Linked DNA regions of Mus musculus: region 1 is linked to region 2. A link is a contact called in public HiChIP or PLAC-seq data. All regions are on one chromosome and are shown on one strand. The core of a region is the stretch at or near the end of the contact, and the rest is flanking DNA. Distances in the headings are between cores, read along the strand shown.

The links. HiChIP or PLAC-seq counts read pairs in DNA pulled down with a chosen protein or histone mark.
Region 1: a contact with region 2 is called in an H3K4me3 HiChIP or PLAC-seq map of embryonic limb bud, with 2.3 times the contacts expected there. The contact joins the enhancer-like site here to the promoter of Prrx1 in region 2. A contact is called at or near these places in 5 of 39 promoter capture datasets (embryonic stem cells, frontonasal cranial neural crest, hematopoietic stem and progenitor cells and 2 more), 1 of 484 Hi-C or Micro-C datasets (nephron progenitors) and 1 of 115 datasets of contacts at active chromatin or transcription factors (embryonic limb bud).

Annotation. Positions count from the first base shown.
Region 1 is chr1:163,421,630-163,425,355 of GRCm38.p6, reverse strand. No RefSeq gene overlaps it. Among named protein-coding and RNA genes, the nearest start is that of Gorab, 20 kb to the right of the region's middle. Within about 2 kb of position 1,460, at least 29 of the 459 cell types and tissues checked have an H3K27ac peak or open chromatin away from gene starts, as enhancers often do. A contact at or near this core is called in embryonic limb bud, where this site is marked.
Region 2 is chr1:163,311,196-163,315,057 of GRCm38.p6, reverse strand. Prrx1 (paired related homeobox 1) reads left to right here and starts at 1,408. Exons shown (of 4, transcript NM_011127.2): 1 at 1,408-2,663. The coding sequence starts at 2,423.

The sequences.
Region 1 (3,726 bases), core at 211-2,710, 110 kb before region 2:
CATTTAACGCCCCTCAGAACTACAAAATAAGGATGGATTTACTCAAAATGATGCCCTCTAGAGCCCACAACACAGTAGACACTTTTTTTTTCTTGCTTGCTGAATGAGTGCAATTCATCTGAAGTTTTCACAAGCCCAGGATGTTTAGGCCAGTTGTTGTAAGTCCCACTGCCATCATGACCATATCCCAGATTCAGCTGCCAATGCTTGGGCCCCAATCAATTCCCAGAGAAGATAAGCATTAGACCCAGGAGACTGATTTCTCTGGAGCTTGGTCAGAAAGGGTCCTAGTTAACTATGATAAAAACACTCAGCAAAAGCAATTTGGAGGAGGAGGCTTGACTGGAATTATATGCTCTGATTACTGTTCATCACAGAGGGAAGTTAGGGCAAGAACTTAAGAAGGAGCAGAGGCAGGCACCGTGGAGGAAAGCTGCTCCCACTTGCTCAGCTATCTTTCTTATCCAGCCCAGGAACAGATGCCCAGGGCCAGCACCGTCCATAGTGGGCTGGATCCTCCCATATCAATCAGCTATCAAGAAAATGCCCACAGACATGCTCACAGGACAATCTGATGGAGGCAATTTCTCAAGTGAAATGCCTTCCTCCCAGGTGTGCTAGGTTTGTGTCAAATTGACAAAAACTAATCCTGACAGAAAGTGAGCAACAAAAAGACACCAAAGGGAGGAAGGGAGGAAAGGCATTACAACTGAAGCCTGTGTAGGAATGCATAGGCTCGCCTGTATGCACAATTGTTATCTGTACAACAGGCATACCAGGTGATCCACATCGGCTCTCCCCTAGATGTCTGAACAGAGACGTCTCTTATATATGCATGCAAGCTGGGTAAAGTGAGGTGGCTAAGGCAGAATGCAAGACAATGTCTGTTCACGGATGATAGATTTTTTTCAACGACCTGACCCTAACCTGAAGTTAATAAAAGCACTTCTGTGTTTGAAGCCTACTTGGTCCTGATCGGTGTCTCATTTTGTCTTGTTGAATAAATGAAATCAGCAGTGGAGGAAGCCATGACAAACCTGTCTCCATTCAAACAGAATCCTCCCTCCTCTCTTTTGCATATGGGTTTCCAAAGAAGCTCCAAGAGAAGGAGCCTCATTAGGATGCTGCGGCTGCAGTGCTCTTGCCTATTTAGCCAGGGAAACCACTGGCTGGTCCTCAGTCATCACAGCTTCTAGAATTCGCGACCAAAGCAACATGAGGGCAAAACCTCTCTCTCTCTCTCTCTCTCTCTCTCTCTCTCTCTCTCTCTCTGTCTCTCTGTCTCTCTGTCTCTCTGTCTCTCTGTCTCTCTGTCTCTGTCTCTCTCTCTCTCTCTCTCTCTCTCTCTCTCTCTCTCTCTCTCTTTCTTCTTTCTCCCCTTCCCTGCTAAACACAGGATAGGTACCACGGCCTTCTCTCTTACAAAGAGCATTCCCTCAGCATTCTCTCACAAGCCCCCTTTGTTTCCTGCCCTCTGCCCCATCTATATGCAGCAGCCGCAGCCACCCAGATGTTCTCTATCAAAGCCTGAGCCATGCCAGCAAACTTTGGCAAGCGTAAGAGTGCTCTGCGTACTGCCCCTCCAGAAATACCTTTTCCCCCCTCTGATTTCTGCAAATATTTTTAAATGTTAATGGGTTCCACTCACCCACAACCTAGGGGGAGGTTACAGAACAGGGCTCTGTGTGTCCAGCAAATTAGCAGCCCAGGATACTGCTTGGCGCCTGGGTTCTGTCCCACCCTGAGGCATTGGCTGGGGTTCGCCAACCTTCAGCGTTTAAGGTCAGTTTGCCAGCACATTGCCTTCTGGTGACAGAGGTTAGGTGGGTTAGGTTGACAGGAAAGTTCCAATGAACCACACAGAAATACGTAGCCTTATCTTACTCTCAAGTTTCAAGAGAGCTTGAAGCATCACTGAAAATACTTTGAAATGTTTCTCTCCCCTTACACATCCTTCGTACCCTGTCTCTCTTGTCATACCTTTTCCTGGCTCAGTAAATAGATACAGAATAATTTGACCCAAGCTCTGGTAATTCAGCAAGTCCCTTTGAAACCTTGGTAGAGATTTTAATAAAATGGAAGTGTGGACTTTATTTGTTGAGGTTGGGAAAGTGATGTGTATTTGAAGGAGAAAGTAGAAGGCTACTGGTCCACATTTTCCTGTGAGAGACATTCTAAGCACCTTACTTGCATAGTGTCACCTGTTTTTGTGTCTCCTTGGGACCAGATGGAGAATAATTTAAACCCACTTGCTGTGGGTCAAATACTTGCATCCTCCAGAATTCGTATATTAAAAACCGAATCCTCGGTGTGACAGAGTTTGGCAAGGGTATTTGGGGAAATAATAGTTTTTGAGTTCTGAACTAGAGTTGGATTTCCCTCTCCTCTTCCTCTTCCTCTTCCTCGCCCTTTTCTCTCTTCTCTACCCCCTTCTTTACTTCTCTTTATTTTCATCTATCCATACACCAGAAAGAGGACTCTCATCAGAAATCCAAACTGGATCTGAACTTCCATCATCCGGAGAGGTGAGAAACAAATGTTTATTCCTTAAGCCACCTCATTTATGCAATTTTGTTACAGCAGCTGAAACAGACTGAGTCCTTGTTCCTAAGTCTTATTCTGAGAGCCTCACAACAACCCTGGGCAGAAAGTGCTCAGGTGGCTTCTCTTCTCAGCCTCAGTGACAGTTTCAGTTTAGCAAAACTCCCTTTTTCACTTAATAAAATCATGACACTTGGTGTCTGTGGCCCATGTGCATTGTCCATTCTGAGCAGTGGGTGATACAAATAATCACACTGCAACTCCCCCCCCCCCCCGCAAGTTCCCCAATGTACACATCCACTCTCTGTGTGTCCTTTTGAGGTAATATTTAATTACTGGATGTTCTGATGAGAAGGAAGATCCGGGTGATACTTACCAGTGGATACAGGGCTTTATAGCCCAGATAACCTGAAACTCAAAACCAGCCATCCATAAACCAGGTCTCTGAGGAGGGAAGCCACATCTTACCACCCACATCATGAGCTTTTACTATTCCACAGTTTCTCACATCCAGGACTTCCCTAATAATCACATGTTTTGATTAATCATTACATTTCCCTAAAAGCCCATCAAATCTTCAATGGTGAGTACCAACAATTATTTCTTAGATTCTCTCACTTCCTTGTCTCAAAAATTATCCCCTTCCTTTAAAAGCAAGAAAACAAACAGCAACCAAAGAACTGGTTGTAGACTGTTATATTTGACTCCTGCACACTTTTTAAAAAGATTTGATATATATATATATATGTATATATATATATATATATATATATATATATATATATGCATGCATCCCTGGAGAGTGCACCAGATTTCATTATAGATGGTTATGAGCCACCATGTAGTTGCTGGAATTGAACTCAGGACCTCTGGAACAGCATCCCTGAGCCTCTGAGCCTCTGAGCCATCTTTCCAGCCTATGTCTTGCACACTTTTAATCAAGTGCCCACAATGAAAGGCCAGGCTAAAACCAAAGGTTCAATCTGGAATAAATCCTGCCTGGCCATTCTTTCTCCACTCCCAAATGTGATCAAATCTTTGTAAGACTGCACTAGTTACTGACAGTAGTAAGCGTAAACTCAGCTCTAACCAGCAAGTTGGGAGGAAGTCCATAGAGCCAGCTCTTGACACTTTTGCTGAGATACCCTGAGATAAATCTTGGATTTTAACTTTATGCTTAGGCAT
Region 2 (3,862 bases), core at 159-2,658:
CGGCACGAGTGGCTGGAGCGAGGCGAGGGGTGGAAAAAGGAGGGGGCGGCGGGTGGACTAATGATGAAAAAGTCTCCTCCATCCTGGCTCCTTAATTAAATGCATGGAAAGAACCGAGGCGCGCACATCTGGTTTCAATCTACAGCCCTTTGATGGCATCAAATGTTCTTTTCCCAGATCAGGGCTGGAAGTTCTGGGCTAACTATGGCCGTTTGGAGCACAGAAACCATTTATACACACTGGGACCCTTCCTTCTTTTCAATTCAATCTCATAGCTACAGGAGAAGGGGAAATCTAGCAATCAGGGGAGCGAGGGGAAACGTATGTATGTGTGTGTTTAAAGAACATAAAACGCCACAAATAAGCACATACTATTTTACTTACTGGCCATATAGTAACTCATTCCTAATGAGACTATTAAAGCTGTTACCAGATTCCAACAGGTCATGAAAACACCGTCCAGCACCGCTCTGCCCTCTGTCAAGCCTGGTCATAGACTTCGACCTTCCTCAGTCTCTGTGTTTGCCAGGGCCTCACCGAACTGGATACAGATTAGCACAGAGCCCACCCCACCCCCAGCTCCTCCTGCTCCCCCCAACTTCTTCAGCCCCAGTGTTCCTGTCTGCTCTGATCTGGGGCAGCCTCGGCTACGAGCAAGAAATTAGAACATTGGCAAAGGTAGGGGAATTATCAGGACGGACTTTCTTCTGGTTTAATGAATATGTAAATTTTCTACTGTCTGAAGCCTGGGGATTTCTGGTGGCAGCGAAAGTCTCGAATCCATTCGAAGCTGAAGACTTCTGGATCTGCCCAAGCCGTCTTTAGATCGTAGAGAGCCTCCCGTTATTATCGCTCTTGTTATTTTATTACATTATTTAATAGGCTGTCTCTACAGAGCCAAACGAGCTTTAATAGGCTTGCTCTTTTTTGCCGTTCAGTCTCAGACTCTCCCTGCGCTCTCCGCCAAAACAAAGCTGCAGGAAAAGTTACTGGGGGGCGGTGCAGCCGCAGATTTGACTGTTATAGATGTGCATCTTTTCCCTGTTCCTTTTTCTTTTTTCTTTTCCTAACAAGTTTGCCCTCAGCTGTTATCAAAACATGCAAATGAGATATTCCAAGAGGATCTCAAACAAATCCGGAGGAGTTAATGCTGAAACAAAATAATCAGCCCCGTTTTAAAGTGACTGCGGGTTTCGGGCACTTTTCTCTCTGTGATACTACTGCAAGGGAATGATAATTAGACCTTTATTTTAAAAATCCAAAGGGGCTCTCTCCTTAGCTTCCCTCCCTTTTCCCTCCCTCCCTCCTTCCTCCCTCCCTCCTCCTCTCTTGCTCCCTCCCTCTCCCTTTCTCTCTGGCTCTGATGTTGGCAAAGGGGTTTTCTTAATCAGACTGTTTTTTCGGTCCGAGGAAAAGGAGGTAGGAGATTGTGATGGAGAAAGGGGGTCTGTAAAACGTCAGGCGCCGCACAAAGGCTTTGCCACGTAATTACAGGCTCCTATTAAGTGGAGATCTGCCCTCCCAGGGGTCTCCAATTTTCTTGTATTCCCTACAAAGCCTCCTCTCCATGCCAGCCTGTGCCTTTTGAAGTGCCAGAGAGCTTCTTGATCCAACTGAGAAGGGAAAAGGAGCTCCGCACGGAGAAGGGGGAGAGAGCGGAGGGAAGGGGGACCGCCACCCTTCTGCAGACTCTTGAAGCCCCGCTTCTTTATTTCTTATTTTTTTTTCCTCCTTACGAAGAGTAAAGTGAGAATCCTGCTCTCTAATACATCTGCAAGACATCACTCTCCTGAAATTCTAGTCACTCCCGAGAATCCACAGGAGTGCAGAGAGGGGGAACGCGCTTTCTTGAAGACATTTTAAAGCTGGAACAAGCCTTCTTCTGTTGGCGCTTGAACTCTTGCCGGGGGAATAACTTTTTTTAACCTCTTTCTCTAATTTTTTTAAAGCCACTTTGATTCTTCTCTCCACCCCTTCTTCTCTCTTCTGTTTGCCTAACTCCCCCGCCCCGCTGGCCTCCCCTTTCCTCGCTCCCCCTTATTATTATTTTTAGTGTCTGCGAGTGGACGCTTTTTAAGAGTTGAAAGGGATATTTTTTTTCTTTTTGATCTAAGCATAGGTTGTTTGTTTTGTTTTTATTTTTGAACTTTTTGGTGTGGATTATCTCTCTGGACCGCGCTGGACTTGGCTTTAGCGAAGTAACCGAGGCTGCAGGGAAAGTTACTTGTCCCGAAAGTTCTACACTTCAGAAGGGGTCCCACCCTCTGTTTCTCTCTCTCTCTCTCTCTCTCTCTCTCTCTCTCTCTCTCTCTCCACTCCCCCCTCTTTCTTCCCCACTCGGCTCCTCTCCCCCCTCACGCCCACAGCGTTTGGTGTTGATTCGAGCGGGAAGAGGGGGGTGGGTGGGATTGGAGGGGAGACCATGACCTCCAGCTACGGGCACGTTCTGGAGCGGCAACCGGCGCTGGGCGGCCGCTTGGACAGCCCGGGCAACCTCGACACCCTGCAGGCGAAAAAGAACTTCTCCGTCAGTCACCTGCTAGACCTGGAGGAGGCCGGGGACATGGTGGCGGCACAAGCAGACGAAAGTGTGGGCGAGGCGGGCCGGAGCCTGCTGGAGTCACCGGGACTGACCAGTGGCAGCGACACCCCTCAGCAGGACAGTGAGTGAGGGCGCGTGCTCCGGGGAGTGTGCGCTGGGGACACAGGGTGGAGGCCCGGGGAGGGCGGCGGGAGCGTGTTCCAGGCTTCGGTTTCGGGGAGACAAGGCGTTAAGAAGTTAGGAGTCCTGGGAAAAGTGGCTGGTTGCTGATCGCAGAAAGACCGATGAGAAAAAGAGGGCTCCCCCAATGCTGTAAGCCAAGCGGGCGCTGGAGAGAGACCCGGAGGCCCAGGGACGCTGGGAGGCCAGGGGATCCCATGCAGGGATTCTGCGGCCACCACTGTCTCCAGCCGCCAGGGCTGCATCTCCAGTTCGGGCGGAGCGGCGGTCAGAAATCCCGCAGGCAGGCGGGGCGTCCACGCCAGGGTAGGAGCGGTCCGGTCCGGCCAGAGCGCAGGCTACACAGCCACCTCGGTTAGAGAAAACAGGGAACAAAGATGCAGGGCAGGCTTGGGAGCGCGTCTTCCCTGGGGTTGAAGGGAAAGCACTGTGCTCAGAGGAACCTGGAAGACAGGACTAAGGTCGCATACCCTCTGTGCATATGACCCAAGCCTGGAAAAGACTAAGGGCAGCGCGGGAACACACAATTCTTGTCGCCCAGGCTTGCTCTCTGACCTCTGCTGTCATCTCTACCTTGTTTAAGATAGAGCTAAAAACCCACCTATTAAGTTAAACCTTGATGAAGCTAGGAGAATTTTCGTTAGAAGCAAAATCCAGAGACTGCCTGGCTTGGTCTAACACCATATTTGCATAGGGGAATCGCGGGTTGCAGGCCCAAGTTCCTGTGCAGCACGGCCTGTTGGCCCCTAGACCTCCAGAAAAGTCTATGAACAAGCTGCCTTCCCCAGCCTTAGTCACATCTCAGTTATTAACTTCACCTTTACAAAAAGACTGACTGCAAGTGTATATCGTGGTCTCTTAGTATATAACACACTTGTCACCTGGGCTCATTCTCTAGTCAGATGTACAGAGAAGTTGCAAAAGTCTGGACCCGGCAGAACATTCTAAAATGACCTCTTTCCTTATCATTATGTGCTGATCGCTCCTTTAGAGCTCCGAAGGCCCTCTGCCATTCTGCGATTCTCTCAAGGCACTGTCCCTCTTAGATTACCAAATAATTTTTAAGGCACTCAAAACAAACTGGCATCAGAGCCAGCTGGAAAGGGTTCCTGGGCACAGTGGGGGGAACCAAGCTCACAG